Linked DNA regions of Ovis aries: region 2 is linked to region 1. The links are chromatin contacts, called in public Hi-C maps. All regions are on one chromosome and are shown on one strand. Each heading gives the region's core, a stretch centred on a gene start, on an enhancer-like site or on the middle of the called end of the contact. The rest is flanking DNA. Distances are from core to core; before and after follow the strand shown. Region 1 holds the start of RHOF (ras homolog family member F, filopodia associated). Region 2 has its middle 9.4 kb from the start of MORN3.

Region 1 (7,182 bases), core at 3,076-5,575:
GCAAGAAAAGGTTTTCTGGGCCACGGTGCCCCTTGAAGCTGCCTATCTTCCTGAAGCTGGTGTGCTGTGGGGCAGAGGAAGTGAGGCGAAACTCTTGCCTCACGCAGGGCATTTCCTTTGTGGGAAGCTCGGCCGTGGCAGGTATTGTGTCGGGGGGCATGGTCTCTAAGGTCTGGTGCTGCATTGAGGAGAGGGTGTCCTTGGAGCCACAGCAGTCCCCAAATGTGCCAGAGGATACCGACTGGGCAAATAATTCCCAGCTCTGGCCAGGGTGTTGGTCAGGGTAGGGGTGCAGGCAGTGTGAGAAGCGGAAGCTGCCAGAAGAGGAACCCACTTCTGTATTAGCGCTGCTGGGGCCTCCCCAACCTGTGTTTCCTCCCCCGGAGAAAGGAGCGGCTGGTGCTCGGGTGGCCTGGGCCTGGAACTCAGACCACGCTGCTCTGACTGATCTGCAGGGTCAGCTCCCCCGCCTCTGGGGCTCCTGGCTCTGAGACACCCGAGTGGTCTGTGATTCCTGTCTTAGCAACTTGCTTTGCCCCCCACTTGTCCTACCGTTCCTGACTCAGGTTGGGAAGGGGCCTGCAGCTCTCCACCTCCCAGGGCAACTCCACCCTGCCCCACCCCTGGGCCCCACCCCAAAGCCCAGATAACTCTGTCTCTGGCTGGTGTCTTAACATCCCACCTCGCCCCACATCTCCCCTCTCTCTGCCCAGGAAACTTCAGACTTCACCGCAGTTTCCGGCCTCTGAGGCGGCAGATGAGCAGCTAAAGCAATGAGTGCTTACAGCTCCTGCCCCCTTCACCTCTGAGCACAGAGAGCTCCGTCCCCCTCACTACTTCTCTACAGCGGTGTCTGTAACTGCTTCCACCGGATAGAGACAAGCAACCAGACTGTCCTCCCACGCAGACCCCTGTGGGCAGGGTCCTGGGTGTGGAGAAATTTTGCCTCCCAGGGGCCACCCCATCCCACAGCTCTGGGTACCACTGGTTGGTTGGAAAGATGCTTTCTCCTGTCCTCCACCCCTCACCTTGGGGTCTGGCCCATCAGGTTCTAGAACCTTCTACAACAACCTTTACAGGACTCATCTCCACCTTGGCCACTCCCTTCACCCTCTCAGTCTCTATCTTCCTCTAGTTGGTCACCTGGCCATCTTTTCTGCCACTTTCTCCTGATATCTGTTGACCCCAAAGGCAGAGACCAATCTCACCATCTTTATCACAAAGGACCTTCTCCAGAGATCTCTATGTACCCAGGATTCTTCTTCACTTATTCATTCCACAAACCTTGCTCTGGGACAAGTGCTGTGCTGGGCACTGGCATGTGGAAGAGGAATGACCCAGCCTTTCCTTCACGCTCCTCTAGATAACGGGGCTTTCCAAGACACAGCAGGACACTCTTGAGGGAGTAGCCACATCTCTCCCCACCAGAATCCCTCTCCTGAGCTGTCCCACTGATTGTAAGGCCAGCCTACTTCCCCAGAACACTAATGAGAGGTTCAAAGCCCAGGTCTGCTTTTCTGCTGCCTGGAACAGTCCTGCTGGGAAAGCATGAGTCGGGGCTGGCACAGAGCTCTGCAGGCCACTGGTTCAAAAGAACAGGCTTGGGGTCGGGCCTGGGCCTGAATGGCAGGAGGATAAAAAACTCCCAATAACACTCAGTGAGCTCTTTGGAAGAGGCAGACCCTGTGCTAAGCACTGTACCTCACATGACATTGTCATCATCCTCACAGCTATTTTAGCCCTGTTTACAGAGGAGGAAGGGGCTTCCCAGGTGGTGCAGTGGTAAAGATTCACCCGCCAATGCAGAAGACGCAAAGACATGTTCGATCCTGTGTTAAGAAGATCCCCTGGAGAAGGGTATGGCAACGCACTCCAGTATTCTTGCCTGGGAAATCCCATGAATAGAGGAGCCTGGCGGGCTACAGACCATGGGGTCGCAAAGAGTCAGACACAACTGAGCACGCACACACACACAGAGGAGGAAACTGAGGCTCAGGTGTCCCCAGGGACATACAGCCATGAGAGCTGGCATCAAAGCCCAGGTCGGACTCCAGAGCATACGGCTGGAAGCTGTGGGCAGGTCACCACTGCCCTGGGTGGTCACTGCTTCTGACGATTGAGAAGACGCTCTCCCCACCCTTCCGGCACGAGCTCTTAGTGAAAACCCTGCCTTACACCAAGCAGAAGCTTGCCAGAACCTCTTCATGACAATGTACTCTGATAAGTCTTTGAGCATCTTCTTCCGGGTTAAGGGAGAAAGACCAGAAGTGGTCCCAGCACTGGGTCTGCTGGGGGAGGCTGTGGTGAACAGGGAGCCCCAGGGATCTAAGTGGAGAAGGCCTGAGGGGAGAGGAAGGAGGAGCTGGTTCATTCCTTGCTCTGACCCTCCCTGCCCCACTAGCCCTCCACCCAGAGCGGAGTTAATGAACCTCCCCCTACCTGGGTCCCTGTGAAACTGAAAGCGCCCCAGACACACCACTGCTCTTGGGGCCACGCCTTTGGGAATTACTCAGCCACCTTTGGCTTTGCCAGTTCAAGGGGCTGGCCCTGTTCTGGGGGCGGCCCTACACGGTGTTCATCCAACAAGAGAGGTTCCTTAGGGGCCACTCGAGGGGGGACACACCCACAAAGTCAGGAATACAGAAGGACCTGGGTCTGGGAGAGCCCCTTTCCCGAACCTTTCCAGGGTGGAATGACAGATGCTACTGGTTGCCTTATGGAGAGGCGCACAGTGGGGTGGGGGATTTTGGTCTCATCCAAGGGCAGTTGGAAGACTTCACTTTATACAGACAAGGCTTGGCTGACAGGGCACCTGACGACATGGTTCCACACAAGTCATTAAACCATCACAGAGGCTGGGTGAGGCCCCAACTGGGGATCCTAACCTTTGCTCCCCAATGTTGATTCAGCCCAGAGGGGAGTCGGGGCATGAGGTAAGCTCCTCGAGGGTACCAGCAGCAGCAGTGTTACTGGAATCTTCCCATTGGCTGTGCTCCTCCCACCATCCCCCAACAATAGGGACGCTGAAGACTGTGAGGGGATCTGCACCAATACACTTGTCTTGGGAGCTGCAGGTGGCAGAAAGAACCTTATTTGGACCTACATCTCCTAGAGCTCTGCTCCTTCTTCAGCGCCAAGAAGAAACAGAAGTGTAGCCACAGAGTCCGAGAACCACAGGCTCAGAATGACAGACCACAGAATTCCAGAGCCAGGCCCCACAGTCCATGGAATCCCAGAAACAGGGGACTCGGAATTTATAGCTACAGGGCCCTAGAGTCTCAGGACTGTCAGCCACAGAACCCTGGCATGACAGGCTCTGATCTGAAGCCCAGAGTATTCTACAAAATAGGACCCAGAAATGCAGCCTACGAATCCTTAGCAGCAGGGGACTCAGATCAGCAGCCCACGGAATCTTAAGAGACCACAGCATGTAACACACGACATCCTGGAATCTTGGTAAACAGAAACAAAACCCACGGTTTTCTAGAACCACAGGAGAGGAACGACGCTGTGAGCCTTCAGAACATCAGCACTAGGAGGGCAGCGCAGAAGCTCACCTCTTCCAAACACCCTCCTTTTACAGATGGGGTGACTCTGTCCGGCTTCCAGCACCACCCAGCCAGGCGGTGGTGAACGGGTTCCCAGCCAGCTCCTCTCGAGGAGTGACGGGATGTCGGGGTCCGGAGAGGCAGGAAGGCGGGCGGGATGGCCCAGCGCGGGGATTCCCCTCAGGGGGAAACCCTGCAGGCGGACCCTAGGACCCTCTCCGCCCAGACGCACTCACCGGCGGTGTCGTAGAGGTTCAGGGTCACCTCCTTGCTGCCCACGGTCACGCTGGCTGTGTACTTCTCGAACACGGATGGGGCGTAGTGCTGTCGGAGAAGGGGTCATGTCGGTTTTTAAGGGGTGCAGCGGGTGCCCAGATTCCAGCTGGACCCCCACCCCTACCTTCCATCTTCAGCCGATCTCGCTCAGCCCCACACCCCTACTCTGCTGGGCTCTGGAATTCCCGAGGGGGCGCCCCTGGGTGACGGCCGCCTCTTCGTAATCAGGATGCCAGGGACCTGGGGTCCGGGCTCGGGGCGCAGGCTGAGGTCCTCCCGTCGCCCCTCGTGGTCCCAAGTCCTTCCCCCAATCCCGCCCCCAGCCTACCTGCCTGCAGCCCCCCCGGCGAGCCTCACCTCGGGGAAAGAGCCCTGGCTGTACACCATGAGCAGCGAAGTCTTGCCGCAGCCGCCGTCGCCTACGATCACAATCTTCAGCTCCTTCCGGCCGGAGCCCGGGGCGGCGGTTGCGGCCGGGGCCGGGGCCCCAGCAGCGTCCATAGCCAAGAGCCGGCAGCACTGGCAGCCGCTCCGGGGGTAGAGCGCCGGGGTTGAGTGATCGGAGGCGGGGTGGGAACTGACCCAGGGGCGGGGCTAAGAGAAGCCCCGCCCTCGGCACCTCCTCCGCCAGGCAGCCAACCGGACTGACTTGTCTCATTCCCAGGGAAACTGAGGCAACTGAGAAATGGAGAGCTCGGCGGCAGTGGCAGCTCCCATCTCCCCTGCGCATCACTGTGCGCCCCTCACCGGCAAGATCCGATCGTTTCCGCCTCTTCCCGCCCGGCATCCTTGATTGGCAGGCTGTCTTCGGGCAGAGAGCCTTTGATTGGCCGATTTGACCTCCCCATTGGATCGCATCCTTTTGATTGGCAGGATGTCCCCAACATGCCGGTTTGAAGAGCCTTGGTCTCAATCGCTAGGAAAAAGCCCCCACCTGCGCCTCGCCCCAGTTATATGGCCTTGGGGAAGTCCGCTCTGACTGCAATTTCCCCCAGAAGGTAGCATCGGCGGTGCCCAAGATCCTAGCATGAGGGTCAAGTCGGCCCACCTGATCGATCTGGGAGTCTGGGAGTCCGTGTGCGGGCTGGGGAATAGCAGTCCTGCTTACCTATCACCCCACCTCCCAAAGGTGGAGGTCTGGCGCCCTCTGCCGGGCGATGGCATCGGCGCGGCGACTTTGGGAACAAGTGAACAGACCCAGAACAATGTCCGCGTGGCCCCAAACCACGCGGGCGGGAGCCTCTTTCTAGCAAGGCCCAGAGGCGTGAGCAGAGAAAGACTCCATCGAGGAGGGGACAGGAAAGGCCAGGGTAGATGTAGTTGCGACCAGCTGGGTCCCCTTTGGTCCACTTCAGACTGATTACCCCCACCTCCACCAAGACAATTTGTTTTTTTCCAGACAGCAGAAATACCTATCCTTCTCAAGCTGTTTCCCTGACCCTCCTACCCCATGACCACAATGGCTATTTGCTGAGCATTTACTCTGGATGAGTACTCTCAGGGAGGCTGGCTGAAACCACCCTGCCCCCATCCCTCCTTGCACTTTGGGCTGGGCTTTGCACAAATTAGGCCAGTGGTCCGGAGGTGCAGAGGGGTCCCGAGGAGACAGGCACCAGGGCATGGTTAGGTGAGAAAGCAGGGTCTTTCCCAGCTAGGATAGGATCTCTGATAATTTCCTCAGAGAAGGGCTGGCAGGACTCAGGATCTTCTTGCCCCCACCCCGAAGGCTCCCCATTTTCAAGCACTCAGCAAGGATCAGGTAAAGTTTATTTCCAGAGGAAGTTGCCAGCCTGGCAGTTCCATAAATGCCAGGTCAACGTTTTCAGCGGCTGCAAGGCATAATCTGACCACCAGATGGCAGCAGAGACTGCCCCTGGAAGCTTTCACAGAGCACAGACCTGGGGAAGAGAGAAGCCCAGCTCCAGGCTGTTAAGAGAGCCCTCAAGAACCCCTAGAAAAATTTACAGCGATTCATTCATTTTTTGCAGTACAAGTTTATTGAGAGGCAACTGTGTTCCTGCTTTTGAGGAATTCAGTCTTGGGGGAAGCAGTCTAAAGGAGTCTGCAAGATGTGAACTATTTAGACCAGAGCCCCTGTGGGATTCTCAGAGAGCTGGGTAGTTAGTACATGAACTAAGCTTGGCAGTGCTGGCAGGAAGGGCCAATGGAAGTAGGATGGGCGCCCAGCTTGAGTAAATGCATGGTGGCTGGAAAGCCCCATCAAGTTTGGCAATGGCTGGGGCGTGAGAGAGGCAAGATATGGCTGTCAAGGAAACCAAGGCATAGACCATGGAGGCCTGGCTGCCAGGCTCAAGACAGGAGTCAGACACAGGCTCTGAACAGAAGAGCCAAGCCAAAGCTCTCTCCGGTGACTGAGGAGGAGCTGTGATTGGCTGGTGAGGCCATGGCTGGGGCCATCTCTGCACAGGGGCAGCCTGGTGCTGGCAGGAGAAGAGGGGAAGAGCATCCCTCAGGGAGAGGCAGGATGGAAGACGGTTTTGAGAGAGAGGGGAGGACCACTTACCTTTGAGCCAACTGCAGGCTTGACCTTGTATCAGGGATCCTGAAGCTCAGGGAGTGACTGGGAGAGTAAGACTGCCTCATCTGGGAGGGTCATTGGGAGAATTTACTTAGAAGACTCATCCTACTCTGAGCAAACTGTGGTAACTGCTCCAGCCTGGAGGGGGAGTCCACTTGACTTTCCTCAAAGTCCTCAGACCTGAGTTTCTACCTTTTCTATGAAATGAATTTCAACTTACAACAAATGACATAACACAGAGCCAAGAGGAGGGAAAGTGGGTCTTCCCAGCCTGGCCTGGGCCCAGGCAAGACAGCTGACACTGGCTCCAGCCTGCCCACCCACCCTGCCTGGCCAAGAGGTTGGCGGAGCCCCAACCCCACCCTGCAGGGAGCGTGTTTGATTTGGACCTGGCTCCAGTGGTGGTGCAGGGGCTGGCTTTGTAGCTAAAAATACCCAGTGGCCAGGCCAGCTGCTCAGAGCTTCCTCAGAGGCACTGGGCCAGGGCAGGCCAGCTGAGGCACTGCAAACGCCCACAGGCCCACGGAGCCCTACTCCCTTACCTGCAAGACAATCTGAGGACCCAGGCCATTCTTCTCTTCACCAGGTATTCCTGGAGAGATTTGGGAGGAGAAGAAAAAAATTCTTTAACCTGGTTCTTGCCACAGAACTGCTGGGACACAGAAACCTAGAGTTGGCAGGTAAACGACTTGTGTTCACACTTAGGCCTAGGGGCTCTCCCAGTGTTAAGTCGTTCAGCCATGTCTAACTCTTTGTAACCCTATGGACTGTAGCCTGCTAGGCTCCTTTATCCATGGGATTCTCCAGGCAAGAATACTG
Region 2 (6,968 bases), core at 627-3,126, 71 kb before region 1:
AAATTCAAATATTTTACAAATGTTCACCTCTGGGTCCATTTATCACAGTAGGGGAACAAAGCTGTTAAAATACAGATGTGCTCAACTAGGCCACTTATCTGCACTATAGTAGTACTGGAAATCAATCCTAAGGTCACGACAGAAGACCATAAAAGACCCTAAATGTTTTACGGCCTCCTCAGTAAGAGATGTTTTCCTTCCCCAAATAATATGAGGTCACTTTTGAGTGACTCTGCCGGACAGCTCTTTTATTCTCCTTTCTCTCCTTCTTTCTTAATCTCTAGAGTTATGCCATCAAAGAACTTTATTTTATTTTGGCCACGCCCCACCATGCGGGTTCTTAGTTCCCCATCCAGGGATAAAACCTATGCCGCCTCCTGCATTGGAAATGCAGAGTCAATCACTGAACCACCAGAGAAGTCCCAAAGAATTTTATAAAAAGAAAAATTCTTCAGTTGTACTAGACACATTCCAAGTATCCAGTAAGTACATGTGGCAACTGGCTACCCCAGGGGACAGTGTAGATACAGGACATTTCCTTTACCAGAGAAAGGTCTGAACAGTGCTGTGTGCAGGGATGAGCTCTCATCTCTCGCTCTGCCCCCTCCTTGAAAAATTTCTTTTTACTGACCACAGCTCCCTATCCCTCTTTTTTTTTTTTTTTTTTTCAGTTGGTCAGCAAAATGCTCTGTCAGAACTTAACATAATGTCTGCAAGGATAAGCCAGTGGAAATTATGGTGTTTGAAAATACTTGTTAGGCAAAGAAATACAGCTAATAAATCATCCCAAGGAAAAATCCGCAACCTCCCTAGCAATTAAAGAAATGAATGTTAAAATAAGCCTGCCATACCATTACATACTGTCTAGACTAGAAAAATGTGTAAAAAATGATGGACTGTGATATTGATAACATTGTGGGGGAAAAGACTCCTTACCTACTGCTAACCATCCTGGTAATTAGTTAAATCCTCTTGAAGAACCATCTGGAACCATGTTACAGAAACTATAAAACTATTTTCTGGCTTAATTCCACTTGACTACTATTTATGTAATAGCTGGTATGAGCCACAGTACTTGGTACTTTGTTGAGTTTTTTTTTTTTTTTTTTACTTTATTTTACTTTACAATACTGTATTGGTTTTGCCATACATTGACATGAATCCACCATGGGTGTACATGCGTTCCCAAACATGAACCCCCCCTCCCACCTCCCTCCCCATTTTGTTGAGTTTTTAAAAAATGTACTCGTGTTTTCACAACCATCCTATGAGGTAGGTAGCTTTAACCTCACTTTTTAAAATCTGCAAATGCTTAAGTTCACAAAAGTTAAGGATGATACCCAGACAGAGTAAAAGAGCAAATAAGTGGCTGAGCCAAGATTCAATCTTAGATCTTTTGACCTAAGACCTGCCCAGAACACCACATTGCCTCCCATTTCTGAAAATTGCCTCCAAGGGAATGGCATTACCAAAAACATACATAATGATGTAATTTTTACAAGTATTCCAAAGGAAAAATTGGAAAATGCACACAGAAGAAAATGTAAGTTGGGCCCAGCACACAGAAGGCTCTCAATAAATGACTGATTAATTTAGGTAACTCGTTTCTCCTGGTATTGGCAGGACGATTCTTTACCACTGAGCCATCAGGAAAGCCCACCTAAACGCTTAATTTAAAAAAAAGCAATGCGGTGAAAAAGAGCTCTAGCCCTTTAAAAGTCAGAGGCGGGTACAAAGAAGAGAAAGGAGGCGGGTTAAGGAGCTGACAAGAGAAGCTCCTTGCCTTATTTAAATAAGCATGCGTAAAGGCTCCCTAGTACCTTGCCGCGTCCCAGCACTCGGTGCGCGTGCGCTGCCTGAACCTTGAGGAGGCTCTCGGCTCCTCCTGCCTACTTAGGTGGGCGGAGACAGTCGCGTGAGTTCCGCGGACCTATATTCTCCCGCCCAATTAAGCAGGCCCGCCCCCACCCTTGCACATGCGTATACTTCAGCACTAGACCCGGAGGTCGGTGAAAAGGTCCAAGAGTTGCGCCTGCGCTGTGTACGCCTCTGCCGGAAGTGGGCGGGATCGTGTTCCGAAGCCTGAACGGAGGTGGGAGAAAGCGACAAAGATGAGCGTGTTTGAATGGAAAGCTGAATTTAGGGGATGTCCCAAATGCTCGGCTGCAGAAATGTAAAGGCCAGAATGTGATCACAGGGAACTTAATAATTTTCGATGTTTAAAAAGTTTTATTATTTTTTGCATGTATATTTAAGAAAAGTTTTAGAGGGAAAGAGGATTTTCCCTGTTTTCTTTTTCCCCAAGAATTTTTTCTCAGCCCCGCCGCGGGGCTTGCGGGATCTTCCTCCACCAGGGATCAAACCCAGGTACCCTGCAGTGGAAACAGGAAGTTCTAACCACTGGACCGCCAGGGAATCTTCCCACCCCACCCCACCCCACCCTTCCCCACCCGCGATCAGTTCTTATATTCTGAAAGACTTAAGGACTCACTAAGGACACATTTGCAGGACTTCCCTGGTGGACCAATGGCTAAGATTTCACACTCTCAGTGCAAGAGCCCCAGGTTCGACCTCTAGTCGGAGAACTAGAGCCTACATACCACAACTAAGACCAGGCGCAGCCAAATAAATTTAAAAAAGAAAAAAAGTCACATTTTAGTGCCTCCTGTGTGCCCAGGTTGAAAATGAGTGTTTAAAAAATGAAGAGCACTTATTCTCACCCACTTAGAGTTCCTAGTCAGGAATCCCAATCAGGAAATTAATTGTCAGGAAGATACGCTGAATAGAAACCAGGAAAGAAGAAACAAATCTGCATAGAAGTAAGTGTGCTTTTGTGTCAGAAAAGTTATAAATGCTTTGGAAGTCCCCAGTGTCAGTTCATCAGCTTGATTCCATAGATGTTTGTGGAAAACGTGTTATCTTTTTTATATATACGTTGTGGTGGATCCTGGAGATTAAAAGGTGAATATAATTCAGCCCCTGTCCTTGATGAATTCACACTCGGAAAGACCAGGTGGGGTTAAGCTATAGAAATAGCCTAGGCAAAATCTTGGCGGTAAGCATGACAGTGTAAATGATTCCAGACACTGTCTTGACTAAAGTAGAAGGGAGGAAATGACATGGGAGGTTGTGTCCTTTGAACAGAGTAAGGTAGATTGGGAGTGACGAGGTCTGGATGCCAAGGCCAGGGAGGTTGGACCCAAATCCAGTGGCCAGGAACCACTGTGTTTTCCTGAATTTGCTCTGTAGGCGTGGGATGAGGCAGAAGGTGACTTTTTTTTTAAATTAAACTTAACTATAATTTTTTTTTCATTTTTTAATCTTCTGGCTGAGCCAAGCCATGTGAGATCTTAGTTCCCTGATCAGGGATCCAGCCCTCGACCCTGGAAGCGTAGAGTCTTAACCACTGGACCACCAGGGATATCTAGAAGATGACTTTTAGACCACAGCAATTGACTGAACAGGGAGAATTATTTGGGACCCCATGGACTGTAGCCCACCAGGCTCCTCTGTCTATAGCATTCTCCAGGCAAGAATACTGGAGTGGGTTGCCGTTTCTTTCTCCAGGGGAATCTTCCTGACCGGGATTGAACCCAAATCTCCTTTGTCTCCTGCATTGCAGGCAGATTCTTTACCGCTGAGCCATTGGGGAGACCCTGTCCACAAGCCAGGGAACACTACAGATGCAGGCAGGGACTTCCCTCGTAGTCCAGTAGCTAAGACTTGGAGCTCCTCATCCGGGTTTGATCACCGGTCAGGGAGCTAGATCTGCATATCGCAACTAAGATTTCACATGCAGTAAAAGGTCCTGATGGAATCAGATGCAGAGTGTTGCAACTAAGACCTGGCACAACAACAACAACAAAAAAAGACAAACCAGCAGAAGGTGGGATAAGGTCATGGGACAGACCTTCCCTCAGAGCCTCCAGGAGGAACCAGCCCTGCTGACACCTTGACTTCAAACATCTCGCCTTCAAAACTGTGAGACTATCAACTTCTGTCAGATAAGCTACCTCGGTTGGTGGTTACTTTGTGATGGCAGCAGCCCTAGCAAATGAATACAGTTCCCAGGAGGTCCTTAATAAATACTCGTTGAATAAATGAATGGCTGAATAAAGGAAAATTTATATCATTCCTGGGCTCTTCAAAAGATGACAAAAGAGGTATCAAGAGAATAACTTTATCCAGCCTTTCAAGTCCGGTGAATGGTTGAAAACCAGTCCCTTGCCCCAACCTACTTCATTTTCTGTGGTGATATTTTCATTGTGTTTGATTGATACTGTCTTTGTCCTGAGCCTCAGACAAGTCCTGGGCCGTGATAATAGGGACAGGTAGAATGGGGGCTGTGGTTCCCTGGTTGACATACTACTGGTTGCTACTGAAATTCAACACCCTGCCACCCCCTGCTTTCCTCCTTGATGGCAGATCTCCAAGTATGTTAGCTTCTCTTTTGTCTAGGGAAAGTGAACCCTCTTCCCCAGAGCCAGGGAGTGAATTGGGCAAACCTTTTCTGTAAAGCTAGTTAATATTTTTTGGCTTTGGAGTCCAAACATCCTACAGATACATATATATATATATGTAATGTATATCTGTATATATATGTATGTATACATATATGTGGGGGCTTCCCTGGTGGCTGAGATGGTAAAAAAATCTGCCTGCAACTCAGGAGACCCAGGTTAGATCCATGGGTTGCGGAAATTCCCTGGAGAAGGGAATGGCAACCCATTCCAATATTCTTGCCTGGAGAATTCCATGAACAGAGGAGCCTGGTGGGCTATAGCCTATCAGATTGCAAAGAGTCAGACACAACTAAGTGACTAACACCACGTTCATACATATATACAGTATACATATATATATGCAGTATACATATATACTGCACTTTTTAAAAACATAAGCTCAGTTAATTTACTTTTGGCTGCGCCATGCAGCATGCGGGATCTTAGTTTCCTGACCAGGAATGAAATCTGAGCCCCCTGGCAATGGAAGCATGGAGTCTTAACCACTGGACTGCCAGGGAATTCCCTTATTCAAGTGCTTTATAAACCTTTAATCATGTTGATCAAAATAAGCTACATGATCCAATCCCAAATGAAGAAGTAGGACGTATGCTTTGCCTACGGAGTATGCAGTGCTCAGCGGATCTAGTTACAGTGAGTTCTTTACAACAAAATTTTCTCTCCAACGTGCACTCTCAGATTCCCATGCTAAGGTGTGATGAAAAGAAATAACCTGAGCTACAGCCCCTGCACTGGAGTTTACTGGACGCTCCGAACAGCTATAACTCTGGCTCTCAGTTGCCTCATCTCTAAAATACACAGTTAAGAGCACCTACCTCTCAGGATTTTATAAGGATTACTTGAAATACTGTTTGTGAAAGCGTAACTGCTATCACAGGTAACAACTGTTCCCATGGAAGGTGTGTGGAAGATGTATGAATGGTGATGTTTGCACTGTTGTCAAACAGAGCTGAGAGCTGAGAGGCGCTGAGCAGATGTTAAATTCTTTGAAGTGCTTTTTCTGGCAAGTGGCACTTGTCTCCCCATTTCAAACAGCCCAATAGCAGCTTTCATGAAAGCCCACTTAGAATCTTTTTAAGCTACCAGCCATATGACATACATTTTTCAAAGATATTTCAAAAAAAGCAGGAGAGTCCAAACACTTTTAGAGTGTGTGAACTATGTTGGCTGAGATCTAAAGTCATGAGTAACCTTGCTTCTAGTAATTAACTCCTGGCTAGGTACCAGGACAAATGTACTCGAATGCCCTTTCCAGCGTTGTTCTTCAAACCCCAAACAGGAAATGATCTGAATGTTTATCCATCATAGCATGGGTATATCACTTGTGTACTACTTATTCCATAGAATGTCACAGCAGTGAAAATAAATTATAGTCCATGTAATACAGGTGACTCTTAAAAACATCATACTGAGCACAAGAGGCATAAAAATTGAATCAGAAACAAATAAATAAACCAATATAATTTCACTTATAAAAGTTCCAAACTAGGAAAAACAATCTATGTTATGTAGGGAGGCAAAGATATGTGGTAAAACCACAAGGAAAGGTAAAGAAATTACCACAAAAAATTAGGACTGTGGTTAGAAGTGGAACCTTCTCCTTCTGTGGAAACGAAGGAGATTGCAATTGGAAATTAACACCCGAGAGCTGGTGATATTCTATTTCTTGACTTGGGTGGTAGTTACATAGATGTTCACCTCATAATTCTTTGTTAAACTATACAAAATGTTTTTTACTCTTCTTTTTAAAAAAAAAATTTTGGCTGTGCTGGGTCTTCATTGCAGTGTGCAGCCTTCTCTAGTGGCTACAGGCTTAGTTGCCCCCCAGCATGTGAAATCTTAGTTCCCCCACCAGGGATGGAACCCATGTCCCCTGCATTGATGGTGGGTTCTTGACTGATGGACCACCCGAGAAGTCCCTGCTCTTTTCTGTATGCATATTTCACAGAAAATGAAATTTTCTTTCCTTCCTTTCTCCCTTCCTTCTTTTGAAAAAATTTCCCCAGATAAAAAGCAGGAAAGAATTAAGCATATATGTACCTTGATGCTTTTGTATTTTCCATTCCATATTTGAGGTCTCTTTTCACTTGTTTGTTACCCTTATGGTGGTGCAGAGGGGGAAGGCATCAGATTCCTTCAAAGGAGAAATGAGATGTAGAGGTTTTCTTAATCATAACAAAATTCTACTAGGCAGAAATAATTTGAAGTCTTGTGCTATGAATTGGCTATTGCCCTCCTTTTGAAGATCTTTGAATATCTTTCATGTGATGTAATATTTAACACTATGTATACCACATATGAATAGGAGTCCTCTCTAGCTTTGCTCATTGTCACCCCAGTACCTAGCATGGTGTTTGATATACAGTGGGTACTCAAAAATTTAGACTTTGGGCTTCCACTGCAGGGGGCATAGATTTTGATCTAAAATCCATCATGCTGCAAGGT

The links. Hi-C and Micro-C count contacts between places; a contact is called where the count stands out from the background.
Region 2: a Hi-C map of liver shows a contact between it and region 1, with 2.8 times the contacts expected there. The contact joins the enhancer-like site here to the promoter of RHOF in region 1. A contact is called at or near these places in 9 of 16 Hi-C or Micro-C datasets (blood, hypothalamus, liver and 3 more).

The regions. Positions count from the first base shown.
Region 1 is chr17:53,538,024-53,545,205 of ARS-UI_Ramb_v3.0, reverse strand. It overlaps RHOF (ras homolog family member F, filopodia associated), which reads right to left and starts at 4,325. Exons shown (of 5, transcript NM_001127285.1): 1 at 4,182-4,325; 2 at 3,785-3,872. The coding sequence starts at 4,325.
Region 2 is chr17:53,607,044-53,614,011 of ARS-UI_Ramb_v3.0, reverse strand. No RefSeq gene overlaps it. Among named protein-coding and RNA genes, the nearest start is that of MORN3, 9.4 kb to the left of the region's middle. Within about 2 kb of position 1,876, at least 39 of the 54 cell types and tissues checked have an H3K27ac peak or open chromatin away from gene starts, as enhancers often do. A contact at or near this core is called in liver and tail adipose tissue, where this site is marked.